Regions from separate parts of the Mus musculus genome. Here all the other regions are linked to region 7. The links are chromatin contacts, called in public Hi-C, HiCAR-type, HiChIP or PLAC-seq and promoter capture Hi-C maps. All regions are on one chromosome and are shown on one strand. The core of a region is the stretch at or near the end of the contact, and the rest is flanking DNA. Distances in the headings are between cores, read along the strand shown. Region 1 overlaps Bnc2 (basonuclin 2). Region 2 has its middle 4.0 kb from the start of Gm33410. Region 3 has its middle 70 kb from the start of 6030471H07Rik. Region 4 has its middle 40 kb from the start of 6030471H07Rik. Region 5 has its middle 8.6 kb from the start of Gm33597. Region 6 has its middle 38 kb from the start of Gm11415. Region 7 holds the start of Cntln (centlein, centrosomal protein).

Region 1 (3,010 bases), core at 21-2,520, 530 kb after region 7:
GAAGGTGCCCATTCTTGTGCACATCACTAGATGGGTGTAAACAGAAGCGGGAGTAGGTCCCACATTAGTCTCTGCTTCTATTAGCATCAGTATCCTAAATATCCAGTGTGAGTTTTGTGGCGAGTACTTTTGGTGGAATTTGAATTGAACTCTGTAATGTGTGATTGGCTGTGTGATGTGGACACAGGAACATACAAGCTTTGTGGTGGAAAGCTTGTGCTGATGGCAGTGAGGTGGCATTGGAGGATACTGTCAGTCAGAGGTGGCATTTTTTGGGTGCTATGGGTTCAGATACCTCTTGCTTACCTTAGCAGGAGAAGGACTTGCGTTTCCTGCTGATGGGGTTTGGTTGAAAGCAAATCTAGCACCTTCCATTAGCATTTTTGAAAATGCTTTTTTGTTAAGTGAAGGGACTGATACTTCCTAGTGTTGTCTTCGTTGGTCTTTTTTTGTTTGTTTGTTTGTTTGTAGTTTTGGGTTTTATTGTTTGGTTGGCTGGTTGGTTAAGTTTTGGTGACAGATGGGTAGGTCTTACATTGGATCATCTGGAAGAAAGTATGATAATATTAGGCTCATGAAGAAATATAGCCATTCTCCCAAATTAAAGAAAGGCAAAGCACAGCTTGAGTGGGTAAGTGAGGTTTGCAGCTCTGTCACATGAGCATCGAATGTGACCGATGGCAGTAAGTCACCCAGGATTATATCCATTACTCAGTCAAACAATCTGATAACATTTGTAGAGCAGTTTGTTTACCTGGAAATTACCCTTGCACATTCTCCAGTCTGCAGTGCAATTTCTGACCTAGGATAAAAAGAAATTAATCCAGTTATAGTCCTTGTATTTAGAGATCTGGTGCAAACATCTCATTCTGAGCTCTACAGGTACAGTGTTATCCTGGTTTAGCGGCTGATACACTAAATGTTAGCATTAGTACAAGAAGAAAGGAGCATCAAAGGATGTTAGGGCCCCCTAGACTTCTTGCCTTTTATCACCTAGCTTTAATTTTCTAATGGTGGGCTAAATGGACCTCCTTGCTCTCATCTTCAAAAGGAAATTCTCCTTCTTGGTAGCAGCACCTCTAGGCAAAGGACCAAAAGGACAGAAAAGGAACCAGGATGAAGGCCTAGAAGGAGGCCCCTCTACCCAGTAAGGAAGTTGCATGTTTTTCTTATGTAAAGATGATTGATGATCTGTGGAAAATAAGAGTGGGCATTAAGGCAGCTTTCCTTACGACAGCTTGAGTGAGTGTGTGGCCAGAGCTTTCTTGATTAACAAAGGTCTTCCTGACCTTGGCAGTGACTCATAGCCTTGCAGGGATGAACAGTTCCTGAACAGTTCCTCCGGCATCAGAAGCACAAACAGGTCTTTTCAGCCATTTGTTAGAGAACAGTGGAGAAAGTGGTCTAAACTTCTTAGGACCTGAAAACAGAAGAGAGTATTGGAATCATCTCCATGCATGCTCAGTGTAGTTTCAGACTCTGAAATACAGGGCTGACCAGTTTAGGGGAGAAGCTTAAAACTAGGTCACCTGTTTATCAGAAATACATAAAATGGTTTTCCATATTTCTGAGGTTGAAGGTAGATGATGTTTTACTGAGTTTTACAACATCTTTTGTAAAATACCAAATACTGTTGCTTTCTCGGGCTAGATAACAGCATTTCTACTTTCTTGGCTAGAAATTTGACAGTACTTAGAGCCCCAGAGATGTTGACAGCCTATAGAGTGAATGTTTACCTAGACTGGTGACTTTGACTTATTCTCACTTAAAATTAAAGATCAAACTCATTTTCTATAACTAGGGGATGTACATCCCAGCAGCACACAAAGGTTCTGCTGGTCTTATTTTCTTTATAATTATTGAAGGGAGGGAAGGAAGGACGGAGAGGGAGAGAGAGAGAGAAACCTTTCATGGTTTACCTCAGATTTCCAGGTCTTTACTCTCTCAGCCTGGCCTGAGTCTACTATGTAAAAAGTAAGTAAATGAATAAAAACAAAAACGTTAGGAAACATTATAAGGTGGTATGCATTTGACATATGTCTGGTATCAGTGTTATTGAAACCTTTTGTAGAGCTCTGTGTGTATACACATGTGCAGTATGGTGTACTTGCTACTTAACATTAGAGACAGTGTTAAGACCCATGCCTTTGTGTTCTGAAGACCAGTTTCCCTGGGGAAAGTGGATGCGGTATATTTGCACAGCAATGAGTAGAAATACAGGTTACAACTTTAGGTGTAATGCTAAAGTTGACTTTAGTATTGAGGTGATATGTAAGAGAAGATACCCAGGCTAAGTATCTTCCTTTGTGAGATTTAGGCTGGAAGTAGAGATGGGCAGTGATGAATACAGATCAAGTAGACATTTGAGATACAGTTTAAATTTGCTGAACATCCAGAGCAGAAGTTGAAGAAAAGTATACAGTGCGGATAGCTAGCTCAGTATTCAGTGTTTGAACATGCACTTGGGCATAATGAACCAATAAATACTGAGAGTAGCACAGAATGATAGAATGATAAATTTGTGACTGGAATATTTTATGTATCAAGAAATGAGAGGGATTTCCTTCCTCTATCCAGGCGTCAGAGAACAAAACAGAGTGGGTGGTGTTCGGAATGTCTTACAGTGAAAAATTAACAAAAAATAAGCTTTGTTCCAAATGTTCATGACAAGAGGTAGACAGACCTGTGCTTCTTTGTGGTTTTGTACAGGTGACATGCCCTTCATCCAAAATGATTAGGGCCACAATGTTTGCAATTTAATTTTTTTTTTTAAATTTTGGAATATTTGCATCTTTGCCTTTTCCACTTAAGCATCCCTAATTCAAAGATCTTAAATCTGATTTCTTTCCAGATCCCCAAATTAGCATCATCAAATAGTTTCAGACTCTAGATTTAACGAAGAGAGGCTCAGTCTATAATAATAAAAGACTGTTCAGCTTTGTTATAAAATTACTGCTTTGCTTTGCTGAGTTCTTAGTTTAGCCTCGGATAAGTATAAGATCCTCAGTTG
Region 2 (2,854 bases), core at 260-2,759, 820 kb after region 7:
AAAGGGACGCCTTGCTGACACGTCCAGGCCGACTCCGTGGAGAGAAGCTGAAATGCCTATTTTCCAATGAGATCAATAAACCCACTCAGGCACTTTCCGCTCAGCACAGCTTTCCTGGGGTACCCTCTGGCCTTGTCTGTCTGTGTGGGTAGTCATAACAGGAGGTGACTTCATGTGTCTCCCAGGCCTCACGTGCACCCAGACTTTGTGCTCCTAGAGACAAAGGCAACACTTTTTATTGAGTCCCCAAAGCCCAAGGAGAAGCACGAGATAGCAAATGACTTTTCTTTGGCTGGTGATGACTTGTGAAAAGTCTGTTGTTCCCAGCAAGGCTTAAACTAAAAAGTCTACTGTTCGGAGTGAAGTGTGGGCCTCTCTCCACACGGCTCTCCCCCTCCCTCCCAGTACTCTGCCAGAACCAAACAGCCCCTACCTAGCCCTACCCTTTGACACTGAGAGCACAGAATAAAACTGGTTCCACTCAACCCCTGGGTTTGAAAACATGCAGGTGTAATTAATTTCCCACTTGATGTGCATATTTTTTTACTTAAAAAAATAATTTTTAATTCATTATTTTTAAAAACTTCCTATCACTGCATTCCCTCCTGCTGCCTGTCCATTATTAGCCAGAGGCCAGGTTCAGCCGGGCTTTCCCACGGGGCACCAGGCAAGTACCTGAGGGCCTTACCGCGTGGTGGCGTTCCCTCCCTCCTTCTCCCTATTGCCAGAGGAAACCCAGCTGGGCCCCTCGGTCTGCACAAGCCCCTAATTTAAGTTTAATAGCACGGCAATTTTACTGCTTTTGGCCAGGGTGTTTTGAGAAAGGTTAAAATATGTGAAAAATACACACTAAGAAAAATCTGTTTAGAAAACAATTCCAGTCTAAGTGCCGAATGCTCTCAGCTTCTGCCTCCTTCCAGGAAAGCAGCTAAGAGCAACCACACAATTTAGCTCCATTTTGGGGGTGGGGGGTTTCCATTTCCTTCCTATGGGATTTTTTTTATTAGCTTTTTTTTTTTCCAAAAAACCAAAAAACAAAAAAACCTGTTTTTCTTTCCTGATGCTGGTTTACTGCCTTGTATCTATCTACCCCCAAGGAGTTTAAAAAACCTCAAGTAAGTATTATTAGATTTTTTTTTTCTTCGTGTATTTTCTGATTCTTCTGGTGTGAGAGTGTGTGGTCAAAGTCCGTGTGTCTGCGTGTTGGTGGGGTGGAGGGAAGTGTGTCAGGGCCATGATGTCCACAAAGGCTACGGAGGAGCTGCTAAGCCTTCCAAATGTGTGCGGAGAAGTGAATTGCCTGTTGTTGTTGTTGTTGTTGTTGTTGTTGTTGTGACAACCTTACTGGTGGACGGTTCCTCTGCTTCCCAAGCTTTGTGGAATATCTGTTGAAGGGGTAAGAGAACCATGGGATTGAATGGACCATCAGACACCACCGTTGACCTCTGTGAGCAACGTGATCGATGCTCTCCACTGTGCGTTCAGTTAGGTCTTGCAAGCAAGCGCACTGCGAAGAGGAGGAGACCATGGATCAAAGAGTACATGGCCTCTGACACACTCAGACTCACAGGAGTCTAACTCAGTACTGCTTCTCCACGGGAAACTATCTCAACTTTGAGAAGGTACACACAATCTCCCTAGAAAGACAAGCACATTAATGGAGTACCACGGGCAAATGCTTTGAGCTGTTGGAAAGAGTTAATAGTTAATGGACATTGACTCAGCGTTAGAGTAGCCGTTCTTCCTCTGGGGGAGGAGCAGGAGAACACTGGGCTTGCTCAAGAAGAACAAAGTGATTTCACAAGTTGCCATTCCCCTGCCCTCCTCTAACTCTGCACAGCTTGCCACAGCAGGCATCACTAATACATGGACCAGAGTCCTCAGCTCCCGATTCTAGATACCTCTTAACAGCACTCTTGCGGTCTTGGTCTTCCGTGCAGCACAGCAGACCATAGTTTGTGCTCTGCATGCTTGGTGATGTTTAGCACATCTGTCATCTCCCCCACCTCGATCTATTTTATGTAATTGACTTATACCAACTTTTTTTCGTTTGCATTAAGATCGGGCCCTTTTGTGAGAGCAGTGTCCATAAAGTAGTAGGTTTAATTTAGCGACTGTATGATTCTGAACACTGGTTCTAGGGAAGCACACGTAATGATGTAATGTGTGGTGGTCTAGGAACCCCTCAAGGTAATGTTGGCAGGTTTTCTAAACTTGCTGTGTGGTGGGCATGGCAGCAGAACATAGCTTTGGAGATTGAAGGGTCTTGGCTGGACCCCTGGAAGACTCTGCACCGGCTTTCCGTCCTCGGGTAACTGATGTGTAATCTCTTTGAATTCCATAAAATGGAAGTATCAGGACTTTCTTTGCAGTACCATTTTTTAATTATTATGATTAATTCTTTGAAATGTTGCAGAATACACTTTGGTTATATGTATTCCTTTTTCTCCCCTATCTTCCCACCTCACTTTGTGTCTTGAAAAAACAAAAAACAAAAACAAACAAAAAATCCTGAAACCAATTTGTGTTGCCCAAATACTCTTAAGTGTGGGCCATCTGATGGAATGTGGTTGATTTACCAAGGACCCCCGTACTTAAATACCTTCTTCTTGCCAGTGGGCTAGGGGAGGGACCTCATGACCACCTCCCACCTCCATACTGGTTATGGCTTAATTATGACTTAGTTCTGCACAGGTCTCGTGCATGATGTCACAACATAGTTGTAACCTACCACCTCTGGCTCTTAGAATCTTTCCATCCCCTTTCTTCAATGGGCCCTGAGCCTTGGGAGGAAAGGGTGTGATGTGGATATCTCATTTAGGGCTACACACTTCCCAGTCTCCTATTCTCTATG
Region 3 (2,959 bases), core at 39-2,538, 910 kb after region 7:
GCATGAATGGAGCTTCTTAGATCTGCCCCAGAGCAGAGCTCAATGAGGAAATGACTTTACTGCTCTGGTAAAAATTGTTTGGCTACGTTTAAGTTCAATTCTTTTCTTTCTTCTTCTTTTTTTTTTTTCTGTTCTGCAGAAAGCTAGCTGTAAAAACAAGAGAGAGAGAGAGAGAGAGGGAGAGAGAGAGAGAGAGAGAGAGAGAGAGAGCGCTCTGATAGGCAGCAAAGAACTTCTGTTAGCAAATGTCTACACCCGCTGAGTAGGGGGAGCATGAGAGGAAGCCATGTACAAGTGTGCTGTAGAAAGAATTCCCACACAGCTGTGTCTGGCATCCCAGTGACTTAGCAACTGCTTGTCTCACCCGGAGTCTCAGTGAAAGTACAGTGGGGTTTTACCTGGATTTTCAGAGAGTGGAGCCGGGAGTCTGCATTTACAACAAGGTTCTTGGGTTCCTGGCCAAACCCACTTGAAAACTAGGCTATGACAGAGAGGTCAGTTTTAGTAGTCAACGTCCCAGACACTGTCCCTCCAGCGGAGCCCAGGACGGTATTACTGGGTAGAAGATGCTGGCAGTCCTGGAATACATTCCAGGACTGATTAGAAGTGACAGGAAAGAATTCTGTTGTTGCAAAGGTATATCAAGAGCAAAGGCAATGAGCATAGAACACAAGTCTTTTGAGTCTTTTTTTTTTTAATGCTTGGTGTAAATGTGAAAATGGACCACTTAGACCTGGAATCAGAGCGCAGGGCAGAGTAGGAACTGATTGTAACTGGCCTCAGTGAGGAACAAGCTGAGCCTACAGACTCTATTTAAAATCTTGTTCCCTCTGGTGTCTCCGTTTATTTTTTATAGAAAGTGATGACTAATTCACATTGTAATGTCCATAAAGATGTCACAGAGAACAGAACCCGTCCTTGATCCCTCTCAGCTTAACCTCCCTATCTTTTGTTTTAGAAAAGAGCATCCGTCTCCCCACCATTCACACAGGATGCGTGTCTGCTGCTTAGGAAGAAACAGCATCAGCCAGGCCTTCCTCTTCACCTGCAGACACGGTCCTCAGCTCCCTTGAACCTTTTAGCCCTTCAGTGTATTCTGGAATGGCTGCAAACAGTCCCAAGTCTCTGGTCCCCTCTGACTGCCCCTAGTCAAGCACGTGTCCAGCCAGACTTGGGCAAGGGACCGGCTGCATTGCCAGTTGACCCAGGGCAGTTGCTGCTTCGTCAGCACCCACACTGGACGGCCACTCCTGAGTCAGGTTTCCCAACTTCATGACTTCAGCATGTGTGGCCAAAGGGACTAAGCAGTCATGCTCTTACAACATCTGGCATGCTCTACTCCTGGGCCTCAGTGTGCACACTTTGTAAGGAAAAAAAAATCCTAATAATCTCATTCCTTTCCCATTGGGTGGAATGGGGAAGTTTCCATGGGAGGAAAGGATGCTGAAAAAAATGGCTGTTATCTCTTCCTGTACATCATCTGAATTTGAAATCTAGTGATGAAGATGTATTCGGTGGAGGAGGATCCTGGGAGGAGGGGGCATTCCCAAAACTACTCACACTATCTGTACATGATTTACTTGCATACAGGCAGTAGAGGACAGGGTCATCCCAGCTGTGGCCAGTCTCTCATGCTTGCAGGCAGTATGGGAGCTGGGGGTTGTCACCAGCTCTGGGCAAACTTCCATGAGCGGGGAATATAAGGAAAGTGGAGAGAAATTACACAATTACAAGGATAAAAATGGGGGACCAGAGGTTGAGAAAATGATTAAAAAAAAAGAGAGAGGGGCTAAAAGGAGAAAAAGAATGAGAAGTCAGATAAACTATTTAAAATTATTTCTCTATTGCCAGGATCATCTCTCTTTTACATTTAAAAGAAAAATATTTTTCTCCATTGTCTTAATCATCTAGAAGTAATTTACTGCCCCAAATACCTGGGGACTGTTGCTTGGTTTATGAGTGAGTTCCCGCCTTTACACAAGTACAGACCTTTCGAGCTTAGCCAGCTCAGGACCACTTAATGGGAATTTTAAGGCTTGCTCTCTTACAAAACAATTTAGGGGGCAGAAAGAAAATAAAGCAGCTCTCTCCTCATTTTCCACTTCTCTCCTTTTAAACTAATTTTTAAATTTTTATCTTACTTTGTGTGTATGTGTATTTTACATGCACGCACGTGCATGCATTCCTGCATGTATCATGTGCGTGTGTGTGCAAGTGCTATGTTCATGCCTAGTGCCCTCAGAGGTCAGAAGAGGGTGTTAGATCTTATAAAACTGGAGTTAACACACAGTTGTAAGCCTCCATGTAGTTACTAGGAATCAAACCCCAGTCCTCTGGAAGAGTAGCCAGTCCTCCTAACTATTGAGAAATGGACCCAGCTTCCCCCTCCACCCCGAATACGACTTTATAAGCATAAACATAAGGACCTTGCAGTCAGTACTCACAGTCATATGGTCAATCTATTTCTATCCTGACCTCATGTGTTCTTCCTTGTCAAAGCGTTCGGCATGTGGTAAGGATGAGAAAATGTTTCAAAAGATATACACAGAACATCATGGTCAGCTGAAGACTCTGTGCCAAAGCCACCTCCTGCTCTAGTCTGTGTCACATGGGAGGATCTTGAAGTCACATTTACCACAAGTATCTCGGTGTGGTGTGAGCCTGTCAGTGGCTTAGAACACTTGCTCAAGATTTGAAGGCAGAGTTCTCCACATCATTATCATTGCAGAGTGGACAGCCACAGGGGTTTCCAGGCAAGTGTCGGTGAGTCATCTCTCCTGGAACAACAGTTGGCTTGTGGTATTGGCTTCCCATGGACTTAAAACCTATAGTGACACTTTATTTAGGGGTCTGTAGTGCTGTAGGTAGCCAAGATTAACAGTGGGAGCTCCTAACCCCCAGTGCCTTGACCCTTCAGCTATTATAAAACTCAGTTTCTTTGGATTGAATCATACCCAGA
Region 4 (3,074 bases), core at 341-2,840, 880 kb after region 7:
CTTGCCTCAAATGCACACCACCCTGGATCCCATCCCCAGCACGACTAAAACCAGAAAGCTGCTTACCGAGTCATAAAACGGCTAAGGAATCAGTTCTCAAAAGATGAAGAATAAATGGCTGATTGACATGGAAAAACAATATTCACTGCCACTAGCCATCAGGCAACTGTAAATGAAAACATTGAAATTTTATCTTACCCTCATCAGAATGGCTGCTGTCAAGAAAACAAATAATAGCAAACGCTGGTGAAGACATAGGGAGAAGGAAGCAGTTATGCATTGAAAATGGTCATGTAAATTAGGCCAGCCATTATGGAAGCCATACAAAGGTTTCTATAAAACAAGATTTAAATGCAGCTCTCACATAACCCAGCATACATTTCTGGGTATGTACCCTGAGGATATTAAATTAACACCCAGCAGAGGGCATATGTGGTGGTCAAAGTGCATGGTATTCTCGAAACTGTCTTTGTGAAACCCAGTACTGTACACACCGACTAGACACCAACGAGACACTGAAGCTGAAATCACACCTTCTGTATGTTGTAGATGCTCTCAACTCGGGGCCATATTCCTGCCTCACCACTCCCTGAACAGCCCCAGCTTCAGACACCCATGGAAACTGAACAAAGCGACACACACACACACACAGTGGTACTTTGCTTTGAAAACATCATCAGGTTCCCAAAGAGGCCCCGGGCCGCTGGGATGTAAAATAAGGAAAAATACCTGAGGACAGATTTGTTGACTCTCTGATAACTTGCCACTTTTCTCTTGGTTTTAAGGTTTTAAAATGTTGTCTCTCGAAGCCCCTGTGTTATAACCAGGGTCGAAATCTATCACAGAGACAAGCGTCGCTGAAAGCGACCGTGAAGAAAGGCGGCTGCACCAGCTTGGCATTTACTTCTCCCTAGCTGGCTGTTTGTTGGACTTAGTGTGAATAATTTAAAGCACTGAGCTGCGTGCTTGAGTATCAGTCCCACGGCTGGCTGAGAAGCAGAGACTGTAGCCTTTTGTCCTTCTAAAGGACAGACCATAGGATGCTGAGGGCCCTCTCAGCAAACAGCAGCTGTGTGTTCTCAGTTCTTTGCAGACACACCTAATAGCAGAAGTTCAAACACAGTAAAGTCTGAGAGACCAAGGAAGGAAGCTCTGCTCCATTACTACCATTGGAAACATCAAAACACATAATGGTTGTGCAATACCAGTGTATGGTATCACTTCTAAAGCTTACTCCCACACCCCCAAGAATTTTTAAATGTTAGTTCCATCCACATCAAAATAGCCCTTGAGAGGCTCAACTTTAAATAATCTGTAGGGTTTCGACTTGTACCTTAATATTCTTATACATTAATCTCTAAGTCTACCGACGGCACTGGTACAGCACAGGACTAGGAAGGTGGTGATAACTACCCTTAGGAGCTGGACATGCAGCATGAGCAGAAAGTGTGGAAATATAACCTTAGGAACACACTAGTGCTGGTCAGGGTTTCAGCAGGCCCATGCGTTGGTAAGCTATCAGAGCCTCCCATGAGACCTAAAAATGCTAAGAGCTGTGTGGGATTTCAGAGTCAGAGAGAGGGCCTGGGAGCTATGACTCAGCTTAAGCAAAGTGCACTGTCCAGTGAGAAACAGTGTGAGAAGAATTAGAACAGGATAGAAGAGAGGTGACAATTGGGATAACAGAATCGGGGTACAGGGGGGAGCAGTTGCCGAACTCAATCCTACAAACATTTGTGGGGTGTCTTACTTTGTAACAGGGATAAGGGAGTCTCTGAGGAGAGGGGAGCAAACTGACAATTTTGAACAAAACAGATTCCCTACCCTTACAAAGCCCATACTTTATGACGACAGATAAGACAATTAATACCAGATGTTGTTGATGGGAGCCAGGTGCTGGGCCCTAGACCATCAGTTCAACAATAACAAAAAAAGTTCTGAGTTCCCAATCCACTCGGAAGATTTGGAGAGAGTCAAGGCAGGAAAGAGAAGAGTTTGAATTGGAATTTCTGAAGCCCTAAGAAATTGGCCACACACATCACCTCAAGAGCAGAGAGAGGGTAGTCTCTGGGGCTTCAACCTTCTCTCTGCCGGTTTGTTAACACCATCTCTCTTAAGCCATATCCTCTCACATGAGAGATGGCAGCAGCAGGTTCCATTGTTGCTTTCAGATAGGTCACCCCTAAGGAAGGCTACTTCTAGAGAATTCTCTCCTCCAATCCCCTAACAAACATTTCCCCAAATTTCATTGGCCAAAGTCAATCTAACACTACATGCTAGAATCAAACCAAAGCCCCTGCCTCAGAAACTGCATACCTGACATACAGAAACATGTGTACTCAACTCCTGCACTGTATACTCTGAGGGCGTTCAAGAGCTGCACCGAGGAAGAGAGATGAAGGAGTGAAGTGAGGTGGTCAAAGGGCAAGGAGGACAGAGAAGATTCCATGAGCCCCGGTCAGCTCCTGCTTTGGGCACTGTTGCTATGGTGACTACTAAGACCTTGTCAAATTAGCTGGGAACCTAAGGCTCTAGGAACATTGTGGGAGAGGGGGTGGAAACTGTTAGAACCAGAGGTTCAGGAAGATTTTTGGGAGATTAGTGATGTCAGAAACTACATCCATAGAATCTCACTGCCATGACTGCCCTCAAACATGGGCTGAACAAAGATGACACCAATAGGCTACCAAAGTGAATGGGAAAGAGCCCATTCGGTCTCAACTACATAGAACTACAGGCAACTAAGGGAAGCTGGGATCCCAGAGAAATAGTCTTCTCTAGGGGAGAACATATCATTTGGCTGTCCAATACTAAACGATCGGCCCAGAAAGCACACATCTCAGTAACACTGTATGAAGTTATTATAGCAGTATGTAGGTATTACATACATATATGCATGTAATAACAATTAATGGGGAGAGAGGGCATAAATTTGGGAGAGAGCAGGGAGGGTTTATTGGGGGTGGGTTGTGGGTTGGAAGGAGGAAAGGGAAAGGAGACATTATATAATTATAATCTTAAAAGGTAAAAATAAATAATTAGCAGGGAAATTATCCATACTCAGTAAGTTCCAG
Region 5 (2,863 bases), core at 37-2,536, 650 kb after region 7:
AATGATCAACTGAAAGACCGAAGGCAGGAGAACAGGGGATCAGATAGAACTCTGTGTTTTCAGAAAGTATACAGTCAAGTCAGCTGTCAACTGGACATTACTAGGGCAAGATTGGTGGGAAGCATTCAGAGAGAGAAACTGGGAGTTCCTCTTTCCACCAAGAGGCAGGTGACAGGCAGCTCCTAAAGCCTGCAGAGAAAAGGGACACAGAAGGAAGCCTTTCTCTCTTTGGACCCCCAAATTAGGGAAATGCACTGATGTAGGGCAGAAGGTGAAGTCTGCATTGTAACTTCAGGAGAAGCAGCAGAAGAGTCTGATTCCAGGGCCTCCCCTCACAGGCAGAGCTTCCAAATTGCTTTCTTTTTGACCTTCTTAATGAGTGTTACAACAATTTTGAACTATCTATGGCTGACGCAGAGCTGGCTGGAGACTGGGAAACAGAAGCCAGCTTAGCATTTCTCAGCAAAGATGAAGGGAACAAAGTGAGGGTCTCCTGGGAGGAAGGAGGTACTGTGCTAAAATGAAGACATCTCCATAGGACTCCTGGCACCTACACAGACTTCTGTATCAAGCCAAATCCTGTAAACAGAAGGGATGCTAAAAGGATGGGAGACAAATAAAGAGAACTCTGTGTATAAATGTCCAAATCAATGAGATTAAGCTTCTGGCCTACAAAATTCTATGTCCAATAACAGAAATAATCCTATCTATCAAGCCTGGGCCTAGAGGTCAAGGGAAGATAACATTTCCTGATAAGAATCACAGGTTCTCAACCCTGATACTACTGCTATTATCTAGTGTATCTGAACGTACTGATCCAGGTCCTACATATGTAATTCACTGCAGACCTAGTTAAAGAAGTCTATTTGTCATCCCCGACCTTCAGACGACTAAACAGAAGCCAAGATTAAAGGGACTTACTCAATGACCCACATAGGTCCTCAACTCTGCGCCCAGGTGGTCAAAGTTTCTTGAGTGACACTGTGAATACCATTGTCTCAAAGTGCATGTGGGATATTGGCCAGGCGAAGGCATTACACTAACGTGAATGAACCGCCTAGCCTTAAGGACTTAGTGAATTGTTGCAAGGTACAACTTTTATTATGAAAGAGCAGTCAATAATTTCCCAGGTTTCAAGGATTCCTGGCTCCTTGTTTCTACCCGTCAACACCCATTTCTGGAGAGGAAGAATGTACAAACACAGCAAAAGAACTGGGCCTAGAAGGAGGTAGAGTCACAGTGTTCCTGACCCAGTAAATGCAGCAGATTCATGTTCTTTGTGAGGAAACAAAGCCTGGAATCTATAGCTAGCAGAGCCTCCTCCAGCCTGTTTGTCTTTCCTTCTGCCCTTGTTCCTCTTTGCCTTTCAGTGAATTCAGTTGCAAACTTGCCTCAGGCCTGACAGGAAGAACTCAACACCACTTCCACTCAGCCCACCCCACCTTCAGGTCTGAACAGTCCGGTCCCTCCATTTCCTCTGACAAGGGTCTTCTGTCTACGGTTTTCTTTACAGTGTTTGCTTTGGTGCCCTGCCTCTGGCTTTCATTATCTCTTATCTGTGCTATTGTAATAGCCTCTGAACAGAGAGAAGCCTGGGATTTAGAGTCAGATGGATCTGAATTTGATCTTGACTCTACTGCTTATGTGCAGTTTAACCCTTGGGCAAATGTCTGGATCTGTTGGATTTCAATTTCCTTATCTGTACAGAATGGAAAACAGTACATTATCTCATAGGTGTGTGAGGGTAGAATGGAAGCATCTACAGCAAGTGCCTAGCACAGGGTCACCCTGATGCTATTATAATTTAAGGGGATCATTATTCCATCTCCCATCTCCAAATCAGACTAGATACTGCTGCCAGATGAATTGCCTCCAAATACAATTCTGATCATGTCAGAAAGACAGGATGTCACAGTCTATCCTTCTGCGAAGCTGTAGTTGCCAATGAAGCAACTGTTTATAATGGGAGCGACTTACCTCACTTTTCCCAGTCTGGATGCCAGAACCCTGACTACAGGTCAGGTAGCTCCTGCTCCACCCACTCACTCTCCCTATAAAAATACCTGGAGAGGTCCTTGGCTTCCGAAGACAATGCAATGGTTTGTTGCCAGTGAGAGGAGACCACTGCGTACCTCACTGCTTGGCTAGGCTGTACACGTCTATGTGATGGGATAAGAATTTTTGGAGATGTTGACAGTCCCTTCCTTCAGTGTTCTCTGGCCCTTTGCCCCCTTCAATTAGGTAGATCCTTCTGTATTCATTACCTTGAGGAAAATAATGTGATGGGAGCATGGAGCTTTTTCCTAGCTATTGAGTTCTCTGGGCCCCTTTGTGGAAAAAAATAACTGGCTAACAAGTGTTAAAGGATGAAATGGGAGTTAAGAACACATGATTTGAAGGGTGTCCTGCTTGCAGGGCCGAACCTTGCCTCTAGCTCTAAGCAGCTAGAAACCCTCTGATTCATGTCATCTACACTCCAGATCTTAGTCAGCTACTCTCCACTTGGTCTCCAAAGGATTCCCAGTATAGCAACCAAAATGTTCATATTAACACATGGACACTGCTCTTCTGTGCACAGAGACTTCACACTTGGCTAACTCCTGTGGACTGTTAGGATCCAGGGATCTCCAGGACAGCAATGGTGTTTTCACTCTGTCACACTGGTCCAGTTCACGCTGAATCCTACACAGCAGGTCTCAGATGCAGGTTAAGCAGCCATGTGTTGGTTCTAGTCAGATAAGAATTGGTGGCCTCCAAAGAACAAAACTAACAGCAAGAGTGCAGAGAGACTTTTGGAGTGGGATACCTGTCTGGTGCTTCTTGAATGGATTCTTCAACTATGATCATAAGAAAGGAGAATTGT
Region 6 (3,009 bases), core at 498-2,997, 960 kb after region 7:
TTTCCCCACTTTCTCCTCTATAAGTTTCAGTGTCTCTGGTTTTATGTGAAGTTCCTTGATCCACTTAGATTTGACCTTAGTACAAGGAGATAAGTATGGATCGATTCGCATTCTTCTACACGATAACAACCAGTTGTGCCAGCACCAATTGTTGAAAATGCTGTCTTTCTTCCACTGGATGGTTTTAGCTCCCTTGTCGAAGATCAAGTGACCAGACAGCAGATGCTGGCGAGGATGTGGAGAAAGAGGAACACTCCTCCATTGTTGGTGGGAGTGCAGGCTTGTACAACCACTCTGGAAATCAGTCTGGCGGTTCCTCAGAAAACTGGACATAGTACTACCGGAGGATCCAGCAATACCTCTCCTGGGCATATATCCAGAAGATGCCCCAACAGGTAAGAAGGACACATGCTCCACTATGTTCATAGCAGCCTTATTTATAATAGCCAGAAGCTGGAAAGAACCTAGATGCCCCTCAACAGAGGAATGGATACAGAAAATGTGGTACATCTACACAATGGAGTACTACTCAGCTATTAAAAAGAATGAATTTATGAAATTCCTAGCCAAATGGATGGACCTGGAGGGCATCATCCTGAGTGAGGTAACACATTCACAAAGAAACTCACACAATATGTATTCACTGATAAGTGGATATTAGCCCCAAACCTAGGATACCCAAGATATAAGATATAATTTGCTAAACACATGAAACTCAAGGAGAATGAAGACTGAAGTGTGGACACTATGCCCCTCCTTAGATTTGGGAACAAAACACCCATGGAAGGAGTTACAGAGACGGAGTTTGGAGCTGAGATGAAAGGATGGACCATGTAGAGACTGCCATAGCCAGGGATCCACCCCATAATCAGCATCCAAACGCTGACACCATTGCATACACTAGCAAGATTTTATTGAAAGGACGCAGATGTAGCTGTCTCTTGTGAGACTATGCCGGGGCCCAGCAAACACAGAAGTGGATGCTCACAGTCAGCTAATGGATGGATCATAGGGCTCCCAATGGAGGTGCTAGAGAAAGTAGCCAAGGAGCTAAAGGGATCTGCAACCCTATAGGTGGAACAACATTATGAGCTAACCAGTACCCCGGAGCTCTTGACTCTAGCTGCATATATATCAAAAGATGGCCTAGTCGGCCATCACTGGAAAGAGAGGCCCATTGGACTTGCAAACTTTATATGCCCCAGTACAGGGGAATACCAGGGCCAAAAAGGGGGAGTGGGTGGGCAGGGGAGTGGGGGTGGGTGGATATGGGGGACTTTTGGTATAGCATTGGAAATGTAAATGAGTTAAATACCTAATAAAAAATGGAAAAAAAAAAAAAAAACTGCGACACTTTGATTTGACCCACCGACGCTTGCACAGAAAAAATATCCTCATGCAGAAGGCAGCAGTGGGATTAGAGAAGCTCATCCCAGGCAAATATTGTTGGTGGCTAAAAAGGCAAGAGTCTTTCTTTTCCTCAGTCTCAACAGAAACTGCTGCTCCAGGGTGTGTTTAGGGTACAGAAGTAGAGGGAGGCTTGTTAATTTTAAAGCCACATAGCATGTTTGGCTAAGACTGTGACTCCATTTGTGTATTTCAACCACGTAAAATACACCCTGGGATTTTGGACTGAGAAAAATAACCATATAAGGAGAAAACACGGCATTCCCTATAGCCGCTCTTGTAAAACACTCCATGATTTAACCCTCTGCTCGGACAGATCCAAGCTCCTGCACTTCACAACTGCAAACAATCAGATCCTTGGGAGGAACACTGCCTGTGACCTGCATCACTGGGCACAAAGATCACAAACAACCCCTGACAGGTCACATTCAGGGCAGCTTGACCGCCCGAAGCCCCGCAGACACTGGCTCTCTCAGCCACGGGCCATTCTGAAACAGGCACCAAGACAACTCGGAGGCCTCGTTAATTCTCTCCTTTAAGAACACAGGATTTGGGGTCTGTCTCCATCTTCTAGGTGACAGGTCATCAATCTACAGAATTCCTCCACGAGGGAGGTGCAGGAGGAGGAAAGGGGACTCCAGGAACAGCAGCCAAAGGCAGAATTGGGCCAACTGCTGGCTACCTCCAGCTCTGTACCCATGGTCTGCACGGACTGTGTGTGCCAACAGGGGTTCTGGGCTATGCAGAGGAAGGGTTGCAGAGCAAAGAGCTCACGGCTGCCTCTCGGGCCTGCTCTCTTTATCTTGGTTGTTACTCCCAACACTTCTGCTATACAATTCTCTTGATGGTGAGATGTTGAGGTTTCAAGAGGTTCTCAGAGGTACAAAGAGGTTTTGAGAGGGTCCAGTGTCCCTCACATGTATCAAATGACCTATGATTGGGAAAATATGGCAGATACCGCCCATTTCCTTCTGTCATCTAGTCTAATCTTTCTGATGGTAAAACGACTCTCTCACACACCCTCAGAAGTACATGCACACCCAAGAAGGAAGAAAATGGTGTCCAGCTGGAAATAGTACTTCCCAGTTCCCATGCTGCTCAGTGCCAGAGTGGCCAAGTGACCAATTTCCAAGCAGCGAAAGTGATGTGTGCACATTCTAGGTCAGATGTTATAAAAGAAAGTAGCCGTTTGTCCTTCCCTTGCACAGGCTGGATACAGATGTGAAAAGCACCCTCAGATAAGCACTCTGGGCTGATGGAGCAAAATGGAAGAAAGTCTGCTGGCTTTATGGAGCAGTGCCACCTACCTGCCAGGTGCCGCAGGCCTGCCAGGAAATGCTCTCCACAGAGGAATAAACAATCTCATCTCCAAGGTGGCATTTCTCAGTGTCTTCAGGACAGCAGTTTAGCCTGTGTCCTAACTAATGCATGTGACTTTCTGCTGTCTCAGCTAGGCACCAAATCTTAAGGCCGTGCTAGCTCACACTAATTTAAAAAGCAGAAGAGGGAAAAAAATCGTAGCTGAGTTACCTAAGAGTCAGCAGTATTCCCAGGCTCAGATCTCCCCTCCCTGAGTCCTGGATGGGTAAGAGTGAAGGTCAC
Region 7 (2,925 bases), core at 65-2,564:
TTCCTAATTAGTGTCTCTTAAATACAGCGATTTTTTTCCCTTAAAGACTTGTAATTAACTGAATGAATTCTCAACATTTTTATTTCCTAACCCTATATGTGGTTAGAGCCAAATCTAAGGAGATGGTGGTGAGAAGGCAAAACCAATAAACTAACTAAATAAATAAATAAATAAATACTCTGCACTGAAGGACAGGCAAGCTCACCATCCCCAAACCCTCAAACTAATCTGGGAAGTAATGTGAGATGACTGCTCTAACAACTGCTTTCCTCTGGCACACTCACATGAAAGTACTTCACTATGGGATCACTGGAAGTTAATAAATGAATACGTAGCATCCTAAGGTTGTAGTCCCGTTCCCAGGGCTTTCTAAAAACTGTGGTTGTGTTTGGAACTTAAGTTTAACAAGGTAAGAACAAGGGTTAAGTGTGGGTCTGAAGTTTAAAAACGGGCAATTTCCATCAGTGGATTTTATTTTTCTGACACGGTCCTGTTTATTTCAATTCACGAATGCACTCCACTCGTGGGCACTGGGTATCACTAGACAGCACCAGGAACTTGGGCTTTGAGGAAGGAGCCTCTGGAGAGCATCCTATTAAAATCGAAACCCGGGTCTGCAGCGGGACAGAGCCTGCAGCCCAGACAGTGGGCAGAGGCAGGGCGTGGAGCCTGGAGGGCGCGTCCCGGGAGGGTTCACTAGGTGCCCCGGGCCGCGAGCATGAGCTCGGGCGGCGGTGATGGGCGGCGCTGCCCCCGGCCGGGGCCGTGGACAGGAAGGCCGGCGGCCAGTCCTGATACCTGACACAGGGCCAGCTCCTCCTTTAGGCTGCTCAGCTCTTCCTCCAGCAGCTGCGATCGCGTCGCCTTCGCCTCCTCCGAGGAGAGGCCCTCTGGCCACCAGGAACCCGCGGGCGCGCTGGCGACAGGAGCGACAGCGGCCCCGGCCCGCCCCGACCCTCGCCGTCCCCCTGACCCTTCTTCGCCCCTCCAAAGTAAGTCGCTTTTATCCGCGACGACCTCCCTCGCGGCGCCCGCCAGACCCGAGGCCTCGCTGCGCACAGCGTGCACTTCGGCTCCGCGCCCGACGCGCAGGGACCGCCGGCTGGACCGCCGCACCGGGGGCGGAGGCGGCGAGGAAGACGGCGAGCGCGCCGCCATGGCCGCGGCGCCTAACGGGTCAAGTTCCCGCTTGAAAACTCCACCTTCCCTTCCCCATCCTGGGGAGCCTGGCCTGCCGTCCTACGCATGCGCGGAGCTTTTCCCGCCTGGTCCGGCGATCGCGGTTCCTAGTGGGCTTGCCGCGGGCCCAGCTCCGAGCGCGGGCGGCTGAGCTGATCTGCGCATGCGCGCCGGGCCGGCGGAGGCTCGACCAGCAAGTTCATTGCTGGCGCCTCCACTGTCCCGAGTCCGAAGTGCCTGACTTTCCCGCCCTCCTAACGCCCTAGCTCCGCCGAGGGCCTACTTTACATCCCTCGTCTTAAAGCCTTCCTGACAAGCCCCCAGCCCCCAGTGATCCAGAACTGTGAATTCTTTCCTCCTCCAAGGCTTCTGCCAACTCGTTTTTCACGTTTCATTGACCGCCCTCAAGTGTTAGTTACCCCGCTAATCTCTCCAACGCTGTTGTAAGCTCCTTGAGGATCAGGGAATAGGTTTTAGAGTTAAGTGTTTTCTTCACACCCCTTGGCAACGCTGCCTTACGTGCGGCTGACATCTAACCGACTGAAGTCAAGGAGACGCGGAAAGCCTTGTGCTGAGCTGGGACTATCGAGCAGGCTTCCCACTTGAATTATGATCCTTCCTACACCCTTTGTCTTTTGTTTTGCAAGAGTCATGGTTTCCTTTGAGTCTTTATGTCAATTTCTTTATCCCTTGGCTGGATATCAGAGCAACTTTGTCCTACAAGGCCCAACGGCTTGGTGTCCTTGGACCGAACTAAAGTCAGCAATGGAGTCTGATGAAAGAAATGAGACTGACTCACTTTTTTAGTCTCTGGTCTTTTCTCACTTGCTTTGCTATAAACTTCAAAAACACAATAACCTTTCTTTGCCCTTAAGACACTTCCTCCAGAGTGCTAAACTTAGTGAACGCGCGCACGCTGAGCTGAGTTTCACAGAAAGATAGAATTACTTTTTTGTTGTTGCTGGTTTGTTGGGGGGGGGGTGTTTGTTTGTTTGTTTGTTTTGTTTTCTAGGAAAAGTTTACAGAATTCTTGGAAGAGATTTGAAGTAGGGATTGAGAGTCCCACCGTGAAGTTACCATTTTCAAACCATTTTTGCCTGTACTGAGTCGGCATGCCCGAAGACTGCCTCTGGTCATCCTTCCAACACTGCAAAGTGTATTAGAGAATTACATGTTTCCAGTGCATGTAGGGCTCGGGGCCATGATGGCTCAGCCCATGCAGTGCTTGCCGTGAAATCATGAATTCAATCCCTCAGAGCCCACGTGTGTTTTCCAAAGCCGGCTGCCATGATGTTGGCAGACCTGTAATCCCAGAATTTAGGAGACAGAGGCCAGATCCTGTGACTTGCTGGTCAGCTACTCTAGCCAAATCTGCAAGCTCCAAGATCATTAAGAGTCTCTGTCTCAAAAACTGAGATGGGGAATGATTGAAGGAGACGCAGGACCTCAGGTCTCCACACACATAGGTACCCATAGAAATAAAAAAGGAAAAGTACATATAAACTTGTCCTACAAAGAACTATCGTGTTGAACATCTAACATTTGCTGAGTCCAATAATAGTTTTCAAATTAAATTCACTTATATCGAATTAGATGTCATCCGCATTGTACTAGAAACTGAGACTTCAGAGGTCATTGTAAATTTCATGACACTCCATGTCTGATACTATATTAGAGAAGCTAGAGTTTAAATCCATTTAATTCAAAAAACAATGCCTTTCATCTCAACAGTAATTTGAAACAAAG

Evidence for each region. Promoter capture Hi-C pulls out the DNA fragments that hold promoters and counts their contacts. A called contact is a pair of places that touch in the nucleus more often than the background predicts. HiCAR-type assays count read pairs that join an accessible place to other places. HiChIP or PLAC-seq counts read pairs in DNA pulled down with a chosen protein or histone mark.
Region 1: a contact with region 7 is called in a Hi-C map of uterus, with 2.8 times the contacts expected there. The contact joins the enhancer-like site here to the promoter of Cntln in region 7. A contact is called at or near these places in 5 of 39 promoter capture datasets (the 3T3-L1 cell line, embryonic stem cells, frontonasal cranial neural crest and 2 more), 1 of 484 Hi-C or Micro-C datasets (uterus) and 1 of 115 datasets of contacts at active chromatin or transcription factors (embryonic stem cells).
Region 2: a promoter capture Hi-C map of liver shows a contact between it and region 7, with 5 times the contacts expected there. The contact joins the enhancer-like site here to the promoter of Cntln in region 7. A contact is called at or near these places in 6 of 39 promoter capture datasets (the 3T3-L1 cell line, 3T3-L1-derived adipocytes, cranial neural crest and 3 more), 1 of 15 datasets of contacts at CTCF or cohesin (the NIH/3T3 cell line), 3 of 484 Hi-C or Micro-C datasets (embryonic fibroblasts, embryonic stem cells and epidermal suprabasal cells), 10 of 115 datasets of contacts at active chromatin or transcription factors (the NIH/3T3 cell line, astrocytes, embryonic forebrain and 3 more) and 1 of 9 other capture datasets (embryonic stem cells).
Region 3: a contact with region 7 is called in a HiCAR-type map of fibro-adipogenic progenitors, with 3 times the contacts expected there. The contact joins the enhancer-like site here to the promoter of Cntln in region 7. A contact is called at or near these places in 2 of 39 promoter capture datasets (frontonasal cranial neural crest and hippocampal neurons), 3 of 115 datasets of contacts at active chromatin or transcription factors (embryonic stem cells, fibro-adipogenic progenitors and stem cell-derived neural progenitor cells) and 1 of 9 other capture datasets (embryonic stem cells).
Region 4: a HiCAR-type map of fibro-adipogenic progenitors shows a contact between it and region 7, with 4 times the contacts expected there. The contact joins the enhancer-like site here to the promoter of Cntln in region 7. A contact is called at or near these places in 6 of 39 promoter capture datasets (the 3T3-L1 cell line, 3T3-L1-derived adipocytes, embryonic stem cells and 2 more), 3 of 115 datasets of contacts at active chromatin or transcription factors (the NIH/3T3 cell line, astrocytes and fibro-adipogenic progenitors) and 1 of 9 other capture datasets (embryonic stem cells).
Region 5: an H3K27ac HiChIP or PLAC-seq map of embryonic stem cells shows a contact between it and region 7, with 4 times the contacts expected there. The contact joins the enhancer-like site here to the promoter of Cntln in region 7. A contact is called at or near these places in 5 of 39 promoter capture datasets (the 3T3-L1 cell line, embryonic stem cells, liver and 1 more), 5 of 115 datasets of contacts at active chromatin or transcription factors (all in embryonic stem cells) and 1 of 9 other capture datasets (embryonic stem cells).
Region 6: a contact with region 7 is called in a Hi-C map of uterus, with 3 times the contacts expected there. The contact joins the enhancer-like site here to the promoter of Cntln in region 7. A contact is called at or near these places in 7 of 39 promoter capture datasets (the 3T3-L1 cell line, cranial neural crest, embryonic stem cells and 3 more), 1 of 484 Hi-C or Micro-C datasets (uterus) and 1 of 115 datasets of contacts at active chromatin or transcription factors (astrocytes).

What each region holds. Positions count from the first base shown.
Region 1 is chr4:84,351,096-84,354,105 of GRCm38.p6, reverse strand. The region is part of intron 5 of Bnc2 (basonuclin 2); the gene reads left to right. Among named protein-coding and RNA genes, the nearest start is that of Gm33597, 130 kb to the right of the region's middle. Within about 2 kb of position 1,270, at least 6 of the 459 cell types and tissues checked have an H3K27ac peak or open chromatin away from gene starts, as enhancers often do. A contact at or near this core is called in uterus, where this site is marked.
Region 2 is chr4:84,067,031-84,069,884 of GRCm38.p6, reverse strand. No RefSeq gene overlaps it. Among named protein-coding and RNA genes, the nearest start is that of Gm33410, 4.0 kb to the left of the region's middle. Within about 2 kb of position 1,509, at least 10 of the 459 cell types and tissues checked have an H3K27ac peak or open chromatin away from gene starts, as enhancers often do. A contact at or near this core is called in liver, where this site is marked.
Region 3 is chr4:83,973,085-83,976,043 of GRCm38.p6, reverse strand. No RefSeq gene overlaps it. Among named protein-coding and RNA genes, the nearest start is that of 6030471H07Rik, 70 kb to the left of the region's middle. Within about 2 kb of position 1,288, at least 28 of the 459 cell types and tissues checked have an H3K27ac peak or open chromatin away from gene starts, as enhancers often do. A contact at or near this core is called in fibro-adipogenic progenitors, where this site is marked.
Region 4 is chr4:84,003,062-84,006,135 of GRCm38.p6, reverse strand. No RefSeq gene overlaps it. Among named protein-coding and RNA genes, the nearest start is that of 6030471H07Rik, 40 kb to the left of the region's middle. Within about 2 kb of position 1,590, at least 28 of the 459 cell types and tissues checked have an H3K27ac peak or open chromatin away from gene starts, as enhancers often do. A contact at or near this core is called in fibro-adipogenic progenitors, where this site is marked.
Region 5 is chr4:84,227,899-84,230,761 of GRCm38.p6, reverse strand. No RefSeq gene overlaps it. Among named protein-coding and RNA genes, the nearest start is that of Gm33597, 8.6 kb to the right of the region's middle. Within about 2 kb of position 1,286, at least 8 of the 459 cell types and tissues checked have an H3K27ac peak or open chromatin away from gene starts, as enhancers often do. A contact at or near this core is called in embryonic stem cells, where this site is marked.
Region 6 is chr4:83,925,334-83,928,342 of GRCm38.p6, reverse strand. No RefSeq gene overlaps it. Among named protein-coding and RNA genes, the nearest start is that of Gm11415, 38 kb to the right of the region's middle. Within about 2 kb of position 1,747, at least 15 of the 459 cell types and tissues checked have an H3K27ac peak or open chromatin away from gene starts, as enhancers often do. A contact at or near this core is called in uterus, where this site is marked.
Region 7 is chr4:84,882,698-84,885,622 of GRCm38.p6, reverse strand. It overlaps Cntln (centlein, centrosomal protein), which reads right to left and starts at 1,314. Exons shown (of 26, transcript NM_175275.4): 1 at 799-1,314. The coding sequence starts at 1,158.